Regions from separate parts of the Mus musculus genome. Here regions 1 and 2 are each linked to region 3. The links are chromatin contacts, called in public HiCAR-type and promoter capture Hi-C maps. All regions are on one chromosome and are shown on one strand. Each heading gives the region's core, a stretch centred on a gene start, on an enhancer-like site or on the middle of the called end of the contact. The rest is flanking DNA. Distances are from core to core; before and after follow the strand shown.

Region 1 (3,340 bases), core at 574-3,073, 1.3 Mb after region 3:
ATATATTATGAAATGGTTCCTGGATATTTAGTTAGATGAAGAAGTCAAGATAATGAAGTGTGCTTATAGCATTTAATGAATTTCAGGTTGTGGTGTAAATAGCCAGAAATTTAGGACAGCATGTATTTAGAGCAATCATAATTTCTCACAAGGGACATGTCCTAAGGATAGACAGCACAGCTGTGCAGTTTTAGATTTTTTAGTGATTATGTTGTTCAAGACAGTATTCATTGTATATGTTTTGTATTCTGTGACAAAGAAATTATGTCACTCTCTTTAACTTAACAACTTGAATTTGGTGCATAAATAAAGAAAAGGTACATGCACACATACATTTACATACAATGTATATAAACCTGAAGATTTGATGAGGTAAATATTGGATACAATTAGAAAACCAGTTAGCAGACTTTTACTGATTGATTCAGGTCAGCCTCAGCAAAGATGATCAAAGTAATGGATGACACTTTCATATTTCCAGAAAATCAATATGGTTCCCCAACTGAAAGTCCCATAAGATATTTAGTGGTGAAAGAAAAGGCCTCAATTCACTTTGGAAAAAAACTAGAAGATACTGCCTCAATGTAATGATGGCCATCAGAACAACCAGGAATGGGAAAGCAAAGCCAGTGTTATGTGCCTTTTGCTGTGAAGCGCATGCTTTCCTATTTTTATTTCCAAGAGTGAATGAGTTAAATTTGAACACACAGAAACATCTGAAATATATTAGCTGGGGCTTTACTCCAAGCATTTTTTTTTCAATTATATCTTACAAAAACTATGGTTCTGTACCCACAGTGTTTGCATTTCTTTTCCATTGTAGACATTGGTCTCCCTCTGAGACAGAATTGGAAAAGGACCCTTCAGGTAGCAAGGCCTGTGCCTTTTGTGTGTATCCATCATCACTAGTATGATAGAAATTTTACCATAAAGTGTTTGTGTCAATTTATACTCCTACCAACAGTTCAATATAATACCTTTCTCTCCTGCACTTTCTGCTGTCCACATATTAATGGAAAAATATTTTAAAAATAAAGCAAAAATCATGGACTTAACTGAGAGTTTTAACATATTTAACGAGGTCCAGTGGAAGCTAGTAACTTTGGCCTCATTTTCTAGTCCTTTTTCTCTGTGAGTTTATTACACATTCTAGATATGGGCTTCTGTCTTGTTATACATGTCTAAAGTATGTCATTTTATTTTGAGCATTGACATTCTATTTTAAATTGTGTTTACTATTAAATGGAAAATTATCATTTTTCTGAAACACTGTTGTTTTGTTAGGAAATCCATTCTTACATGTAATCATTAAAATAATTGTAAAATTTCTACAAGCTTCTTTTCTAAATCACAAATAGAGGTATTTGATTTACCCAAATTTTTATTGTTCAATAAAAAAGTTGGGATGTGTTTTTTCTCCTGAGTGGAGAAAAACCTTCTTAGAGCCATGTACTGAACAGTGGACCCTCTGCTTGCTTCCACTGGCCTATCTGCCAATTTTCTGTTCCTTTGGTGGATTTGGCTCAGCATGTGCCTTACTTAGGTGTGTGTGGGAGAACTGGCATGTTCACATTTCTGAGTCACTCTGTGAACATTCTGTTCATCAATTTAGCTGCCATTTGATACGTTTATAAGCAAGCTATAAGTTAACTTATATTTGTCTCAGAAATTTCATGATTTTCCATATAAAATAAACATATATAAACGATGAAGGTTTTATTTTCTTTGTTTCCATTACATAATGAGATTGGTATGAGATAACCTTATTAACATTTCCATCATGGAAACGGAATGGAGTGTGTGTAATCTCAGCTTGGAGGCACATTGGGATGTGGGTTCTTTAACTGTGCTAGGTTGTGGGGACTGGATTCCCTGGCAGTCCTGATCTACTGTTCATATTTCTTGGTATCAACCTGTAGGAGTTTCTTCTTTGACCAATCCAGCTCAGTCAGTCAATGGGTTCTCCAGTGTGGGAGCAAGGACTGAAGAGAAAAAAGACAATTAGACAACACTATAACAGGACCCCCCCCCCCAGCAATACCTCTCCTATGCATATACCCAGAAGATGTTCCAACTGGGAATAAGGACACATGCTCCATCATGTTCACAGCAGCTCTATTTATAATAGCCAGAAGCTGGAAAGAACCCAGATGTCCCTCAACAGAGGAATGGATACAGAAAATGTGGTACATTTACACAATGGAGTACTACTCAGCTATTAAAAACAATGAATTTATGAAATTCTTGGGCAAATGGATGTATCTGGAGGATGTCATCCTGAGTGAGGTGACCCAATCACAAAAGAAGTCACTTGATATGCTCTCACTGATAAGTGGATATTAGCCCAGAAACCTAGAATACCCATGATACAACTTCCAAAACACAAGAAAATCAAGAAGGAAGACCAACACGTGGATATTTCATACCTCCCTAGAATATGGAATAAATTATCCATGGAAGGAGTTGCAGAGACAAAGTTTGGAACTAAGACGAAAGGATGGACCATCCAGAGACTGCCCCACCCTGAGGTTCATCCCATAATCAGCCACCAAACACAGACATTATTGCATACACCAGCAAGATTTTGCTGAAGGAACCCTGATATATCTGTCTCCTGTGAGGCTTTGCCATTGCCTGACAAATACAGAAGTGGATGCTCACAGTCATCTATAGGATGGAACACATGGCCCCCAATATAGGAGCTAGAGAAAGTACCCAAGAGCTGAAGGGGTCTGCAACGCTATAGGAGGAACAACAATATGAACTAACCAGTACCCACAGAGCTCGTGTCTCTAGCTGCATATGTAGCAGAAGATGGCCTAGTTGGCCATCATTGGGAAGAGAGGCCCCTTGGTCTTGCAAAGATTATATGCCCCAGTACAGGGGATCACCAGGGCCAAGAAGTGGGAGTGAGTGAGTTGGGGAGCAGGGTCGGGGGGGATGGTATAGGGGACTTTTGGGATAGCATTTGAAATATAAATGAAGAAAATATCTAATAAAAAAAGAATATCAAAGAGCGGTTAAATTCTCCTGTGCTATGCTTAAGATGAGGTCTTAGTCAATTAACATCTCTTAATAGTTTTTAAAATCATTTAAAGTAAGTAAATTATCTTTCCTTATTTGAATTTTCTCTGCTACAATTTGTTTTGGATATAACGGACGTCCCAAATGTTGAAAAAGATATAGTCTTTGAATCTTTTCTATTCTGGAGCAATAACTAATCCTCAAGATTTTAAAGCTTGTTGTATAAGAACAAAGGTTTGTAGTAAAACTCCTTCAGAGGGGTCAGCTAATAAAATATCATTCATATAATTCATATATTCAGAAGAATTCAAAGTCC
Region 2 (3,199 bases), core at 94-2,593, 1.2 Mb after region 3:
TAATAGATTTGAAGAAAGATCTTCCTCATATCTCTTAGAGGAAGAAGATGTATTTTGATGAAGGCCTGTCCTGATCTTTTAGTACAATGTGGAATTTAAAATACTTGGGCCTTTAGGTGACTCACAGGGCTTCACGCCAAGTCTACAACATATTTAATGTATAGTCAGTATCTCCCAATCTTATGAAAAAGTACATAAGTAACTGTAGTTTTGAACTGTTACAGGAAATACGTGACAGACCAGGACTCCTCACTGTTCATTACTCCTGCCTGTACCTGGTGGGTCATGAGGCTGATTGTAAAAGTAACAGCTCTGACATCTTTCCACCCCAAATCATGTCTGCTTCGAGTTATCAATAGTGGCTAATAGCCCAATTCCTCTAGTAGATTTCGTGTATGTGAATTATTAAAGGCAATTATTATAATACTTCCTGGAACAATCCATTCTCATCTTAACTATTGCACAATGCTTAGATAATTTAAAACGGAGAGAAAAAGCTTGGACAGATACAGGTCACAGAAACCTGAACACAGTGCAGAAAAAGAAGAAATCTACACTGTCGCAGTTGGTTTTAAAGAAATCCGTGCCTATTATTGTAGAGACAGCCAACAGTTTTAGTATAAACGTTCTGATTTGGCAATACAAAATGGTTTAGAACCAGACAACTCATCTTTGGGGTTTTAGTGCTTTATATCGTTTTTTGGTTTTTTAAATGCAAAGAACTCTACACGGAACCTTGTGATAACTGCAGATCTTAACCTTGAAAAGTCGTCTCATAGTAAGAAGGTATGAGGTAAAGTTGATGTGCTTCTGAAGTATCTGGAGGAATAACTGTTGGGTGGGAGCTCAGAGCCCCTGAGCTGTAGCCAGAGGTGTAGCAGACAGAGCTGAAGGTGTAGGCAAACTTGGAAGCAGAGAGAGCTGGCTTGCTTTTGTTTCATCTCCCTGCCAAATGCCTAAGGGTTGCTTCCAGCCTTTGGGTGTCTGTACTTCGGGAATTTTCAATCAGTTCTCAGGCAGCAACGCCGGTTGTGGCTGACTTGCTCAAGGCCAAGATAGATATATCTGTTCCTTTCTTTTTTCTTTTTAACATAAGCAACTTTGTTTTCGCGGCAAAACCCAGCCATAGTTCTCATCTCCGGCTTTTTCTCATCCCAGCCTAGTGAAGGCAGAGCGCTGGGCCAGGAGAAGATCAAGCTGAGTGGTTTGGAACTGCGGGTGTAGCTGCCAAGGAGTAGCCAACAAGCACCAGATTTATGTGCACTTTGAAAGAAGCACCTTTACCATTGGCTTTTTGAGCGGCTCTGTCGCTAGGGAGCGAGCACCGCCTCGGGGAGCAGCTTGGGTGCTGGTTCCTGGCAGCCAGGAGCTGGGCGCACACCGTGGCGCGCTCTGGGCGGTTCCGCGCGCTGTCGCCCCTGCGGCCGGCGCTGTCCCCCGCTCGGCTCGCGAAGGCACTGCACAGACACTCGCCTTCGGCCACCGGCTCCTGCTGCTGCTGCCGCCCAGAGGACAGACCAGCCTCTGCCCGCGATTTCGCCTCGGCGGCGGTGCTGCGGAAAGCGGAGAGCGGGTGGGCGCGAGCTGCAGGATGCGATGTAGTTCTCTCCTTGCCTCGGAGTTGTCTGAGTTGGTAGAGCCTCGCCCGGGTTCCCTGAGCCCTGCTCCCTTCGGGCTCGCTGCTAACGGAGTTGCTAGCCATCGCTGTGCCAGAAAGCTCAGGCTCGGAGCTCCTGCCCTGGGGTAGAGTAGAGCTGTCCCCAGCCGAGGCGCATTGTCTTCTCTCTGCTGACCCATCTGTTTTCTCATGGCATCTCGTCAACAAACCCGAATCCAGGCTTACCTGGAGAAAAACAAGATCGGTCCTCTGTTTGAGGTAAGGAGCCCTGGTGGGGAATGGTCCCGCTCTCTTTGAAGGCGGTGGTGGTGGTGCAGGAAAAAAAAAAAAAAAAATCAGAATTTTCTTAAGCAAAGGTAGGGGGCTGAGCAAATGCGCGGGAGAGGGAGGACTGTCCCACTAGGTGTTCTGGAACGCGGCCCTGCTGGCACTTGGCCAGTTACCTAGACACTGACAGGTGAGCTCTGGAGGGCCTAACTTCAGCCTAACAGGACAATTGGAGCCATCTGACTGTCATGCATCTAGTAGCCATATGGCAGGACTAAGGTTGAGACAGGTAATCCAGGTGTACATCTACACACACACACACACACACACACACACACACACACACACACACACCGGGAATTCACACTATCTTGCATATTGAATTTTCTTCTTTTAAATATGGGCAGTCGTAGAACCTAAAAAGGTGGAGGGGTTGCCCGGCTGGGGGAAAAATGTTAAAGCTGGTCCAGTGGCTGAAACTAGAACCCTTTGCACTGTTCTCAGAGATGGAAAGGAGCAGAGAAGGGTTTTAGGAAAACATGCCTGTTTTCTGAGGACACAGTCTTGAGATGTTTTCCTTCGCCTTCAAATAATTAATGACAAGAACACAGTGAAGAAAAAAGCTAAGCAAGAGGGAAAATCTGACCTAGGGGCAGAAAGCAGGCACCACCTAAGTGCTACGGTTCAGCAGGTTGTCAGGGTGCTGACCCCAAGCTGAGGAAGTGTGGAGTGCCAGGTACTCAAGTAGCCAGGCTCACCTGGGATGCCTGAGGTTCCGCAGTCTGCATTCTTCCTATAGAAAGTCTATCCTATGACTTCCTCGCAGCACATACCTGAAAAGCAGCTTCCTATTGCTTAGGCTGAAGAGCTAGGGAGAAAGAGGAAAAGGATGCATTAGTGATCTGAAAACAGAGCAGCTTCTTGGAGACTAGAGCAGCAGAGATATGAATACCATCGAGGTGAGGTGCAACTAATGCCACTGCTTGAAAGAGCTCCTGGGGGGCACAAAAAGGTCTTTTTCCCTGGGAAGAACAGGTTTCCAATAACTAAGCTTTTCCAAGTATTCCTTCCCAGTCTTAACTTAATGGTAAAATTTGGAAAAGTTGGAGAATTGTTTCAACGAAAATTCTGTTAAAGGGGTCACAAGTCTTGGGGGTCTCTTAATTTTTAGTTTGTTTCAAAATGTTAGCAAAGGAAATTTTGCTTCTGCTAAGTCCATACCTTAGGCATGTGAGCCATCACCAGCCTTTCTCAACCCTGGTACAATGATTATACATTACACAGCCTCACACTAGGAAAGGTAGACACACACTA
Region 3 (3,385 bases), core at 530-3,029:
GCCAGGTTACTGAAAACCCTACAGCACACAATAATTTTAAAAGTTCTTAAAACCCTTCCTATCACTCCAATTAATAATGACTTCTTTCAGGACCCAAATATAAATTCAATTTTTGCAACTGTACAATAGTCTTCTCATTCACCTGGAAACGTGTTGTTAGTTACAATAACAAAATGGGAACTTATGACCAATGAAGGGCAAAGGAAGGAACTATTTAAGTCCACTATACTACTACATTAACAACAAAACACCACCAACAAAAAGGACCATTTTTTGGTGGATGTTAAACAAATCCAGTTGATGTTTTTCATATTACTAAGTATTGAGAAAAAAAGGAGGAAGGGCGGCTGTAACATTTGGAGTAAGTTAAATGGTAGTCTTAAGTCAAAACTTAAATGCAAAATTGTCTCTAACCTATCTGGACCCCTTACTTTAGCATAAAGTTAGTTTGTCCCCTTTCAAAAATGTTTTTCAAAAATCACTTTTAACCATTTTCATTTCTTGCAAAGTTGAGCTGCTCTGGTCCAGGGCTATAAACAAAAGGGTAAGCATCACAAATTTATCTGTGTTAAATGTTCTGGCTTCTCCCTTAACAATTCTCTTATTGATGGATGCACTAGACCTACCAAACCTACCGCAAACAAATCGTTATCTGCCTACAATGGTTTTATAGGTATTGTTTGGGATTTGCCCTGCTGTGGCTTCATTACACTAGACCTCTTCTGTCTGAACTATAAATCACAACTGAAGCTTGAGAACAGCTGCCACTGTCCAGACATGTGGCTGGTGGGTGTCATTGTCTTTCTCTTTTCTCTCATTTCACACACACCCCTTTCTGTGTTACCTAAAGTCAATTTATCTAAAGGTTCTTTCCTTCCACATTTCCACACAGACACGGCCACCGCCACCCCCTTAACCTCTAGTCTTGTTCTTCCAGGTCAGCCCAGTAGGTTACATTACTACTCTTTTTTCCTGTAGCTGGGGCAGAGAGATGGCAAACTCGAGGCACCTTTTGCAACCCCCTTTCTCGAGACTGTCAACGAGGGAACAACTTCAACCTTTCTTCCCAAAGTACCACGCCAAATCATAAAGTTATTGTAATTGCAATACGGAACCCTCCCCCACGCTCAGTCTCGTCAGATCGGCCCCACCTCAATTTCTAAGCTAATAAACAACAGCTCATCTTCTGCTCCATCACAAAGGATGACATTCTGTCCGCACCGCAGGGGCCACCAACAACCCTCCCCCCATCCCGTCCTGTGGACCACTCGAAGCCAGGTGCCTCGCGATCCGTAACCATCTCGAGTTCCAGGGGCCCCGGCTGGCCGCCTATCCTCCTCCACTCAGCCGGTGCCCCGCGTCCAGCCGAGTTGCTGTCAACTCCAGTCGGGCGGCCAGCAGGGCTCCCCGGACGAGCCGCCCGCCACGCCGCCCACCTCTCGCGGCCGGCACCCCGCGCCGCGGCCTCCTCCGGGCTCACCTAGGGCCACCTCGCACGCTTTGCGCAGCTGGGAGTGATGCGCCTTCTTCACTTCCTTGTCGGCCAGAATCTTCTCCAGGGCCCGGGTCAGGAACATGTTCTTCGTCTTCTTGCCCTCATACATGGACGCGGAGGAGGCGGCGGCGGCGGCGGTCCCGGCGGCTGGAGGGAAGGCGGAGGAGGGGGACGGGGACCGGGATGAGGACGGGGAGGGAGAAAGGCGAGGAGGTGGCGGTGGGGGCGAGGAGGCGTGGAGGGCAGCGGCGGCACCAGGAAGCGGCCGGCGACGCGGAGCGGCCGCGGGGCCGCCAAGGGCGTCGAAAGCCTCGCCACGCTCGAGGGGCCGCCGTTCGAGGGCCGCGCCCGTCCGGCCTCGGCGCCGTCGGCCCGGGGGTCGCTTCCCGGCCGCCCGCCTCACTCGTCCCTACGGCCCGGCGGCGGCGGCACTCGGCCCGGGCGGCCGTCTTCCCGGGGCCGAGGGCCTAGGTGGCGGCGCCTCACACTGCCAGCAGGCGCGAGGCTGCCCTAGCTACCGTGGGGACCAGCATCCGCCGCAGCCGCCGACTGGCCTCCATCACCGCCGACCTGCCCCGGACGCCATGTTGAGAGGAAACGACGCGTCACGCAGCGGCCGAACGGCTGCGGAGAGGAAGCGGCGGCGGCGGCGGTGCCAGCGCCAGCCCAGAGCTGCCGCGGCGCCGAGAGGCAAGGGGCGGAGGGCGGCGCGGGAGGAGCGGCCGGAGCTGCAACTCTACGGCGGCCCGGCGGGGACTCGCCGCCTCCCGCGTTCGCCTGCAGGGCAGCGTGGGGCGTGGCGGGCGTCCTGCTGCGCGGCACGGCGTGGCGCGGGGCTTCTGCTCTTGCGGGCTACTGGGATGCGTGATCGGAGCACAGGGGCGCTCCCAAGGCCGGGACGACAGGACCCCTGCCTACCGTGCACGGGCTTCCCCAACTTTCTGGACAGCCGGTCGCCGGGGAGCAAAGTTCCTCGCGGTCCTAGGGCCACAGGAACACCCGCGTCGCTCCCTCAGGCGCACCTGGTTTCCGCCTGCCACACGGGGTCTAAATTTCCTTCTCAGGTGTAGGAAATTGCTATCCTTGACCGATACTTTCAATTACTTCAAGATGGATCTCTTTTGCAAAACGTAAGCTAAAAACCACTGGGCGAAGATTCAGGAATATTTTCACTTTTTAAATCTCTCAATAGGGTAAATCAGTAAACCCTAGGTTTCATGCCCTTTTCTGATTGACACTGAAGTTAAGGTGAGTGCTTCTGACTCAGGTACCGCACAGAGCCCTCCCGTTCTCTACCTTTAATCCGGAGTTTTCAGAATGGAAAAGCTTTAAGAACAGATACTCCTGACCATACTGTGCCTGCTTTAATGCCACAGAACTCAAATTTCCGCATTGCTTCTGAGAGAAAACGTTAAGAATCCCATGAAATAAATGCAGCCGGTTTACAGGGGGTTCCATGCTATTGCGTGTCTCCAGCAACATGGGATCCCGGTTAGGATACAGCTTTTGCTTTCTTTTCCTTAGAGTGTGTTAGCTGTGGATTTATATTAATGCAGCAATCAGAATCCAAAGGTGTGAACGCTGCAAAGTGACAAGACTTGAGACGTATGAAAAGCCAAAGGAAATAAAAATGGGAAATCTGAAGGTGACATACAATTAAAATGGACAGATACATCAAAATGTGGTTGTCCTGAGAAATCTACAAATCCATTACCTTCATCTTAAACACTAAAATCTTCGAAATTAGAGATTCATTTTGCTCCTACATCAAATATAATGTACATTCTGTTATACATCAGGGAAACATACTCCATTTCTAATTTGTCTTTGCTTCCTAATGCTAGGGTTAAACCAGGTTTCATTGAAAGTACTATCTGAGCCAGGCGTCGT

The links. Promoter capture Hi-C pulls out the DNA fragments that hold promoters and counts their contacts. HiCAR-type assays count read pairs that join an accessible place to other places.
Region 1: a promoter capture Hi-C map of hippocampal neurons shows a contact between it and region 3, with 4 times the contacts expected there. The contact joins the enhancer-like site here to the promoter of Arfgef1 in region 3. A contact is called at or near these places in 4 of 39 promoter capture datasets (cranial neural crest, frontonasal cranial neural crest, hippocampal neurons and 1 more) and 3 of 115 datasets of contacts at active chromatin or transcription factors (astrocytes, embryonic stem cells and neural tube).
Region 2: a contact with region 3 is called in a HiCAR-type map of astrocytes, with 5 times the contacts expected there. The contact joins the promoter of A830018L16Rik here to the promoter of Arfgef1 in region 3. A contact is called at or near these places in 4 of 39 promoter capture datasets (cranial neural crest, embryonic stem cells and hippocampal neurons) and 1 of 115 datasets of contacts at active chromatin or transcription factors (astrocytes).

What each region holds. Positions count from the first base shown.
Region 1 is chr1:11,572,123-11,575,462 of GRCm38.p6, forward strand. All of the region lies in intron 5 of A830018L16Rik (RIKEN cDNA A830018L16 gene), which reads left to right. Among named protein-coding and RNA genes, the nearest start is that of A830018L16Rik, 160 kb to the left of the region's middle. Within about 2 kb of position 1,824, at least 9 of the 459 cell types and tissues checked have an H3K27ac peak or open chromatin away from gene starts, as enhancers often do. A contact at or near this core is called in hippocampal neurons, where this site is marked.
Region 2 is chr1:11,412,762-11,415,960 of GRCm38.p6, forward strand. It overlaps A830018L16Rik (RIKEN cDNA A830018L16 gene), which reads left to right and starts at 1,344. Exons shown (of 14, transcript NM_001160369.2): 1 at 1,344-1,876. The coding sequence starts at 1,808.
Region 3 is chr1:10,230,891-10,234,275 of GRCm38.p6, forward strand. Arfgef1 (ADP-ribosylation factor guanine nucleotide-exchange factor 1(brefeldin A-inhibited)) reads right to left here and starts at 1,780. Exons shown (of 38, transcript NM_001102430.1): 1 at 1,481-1,780. The coding sequence starts at 1,604.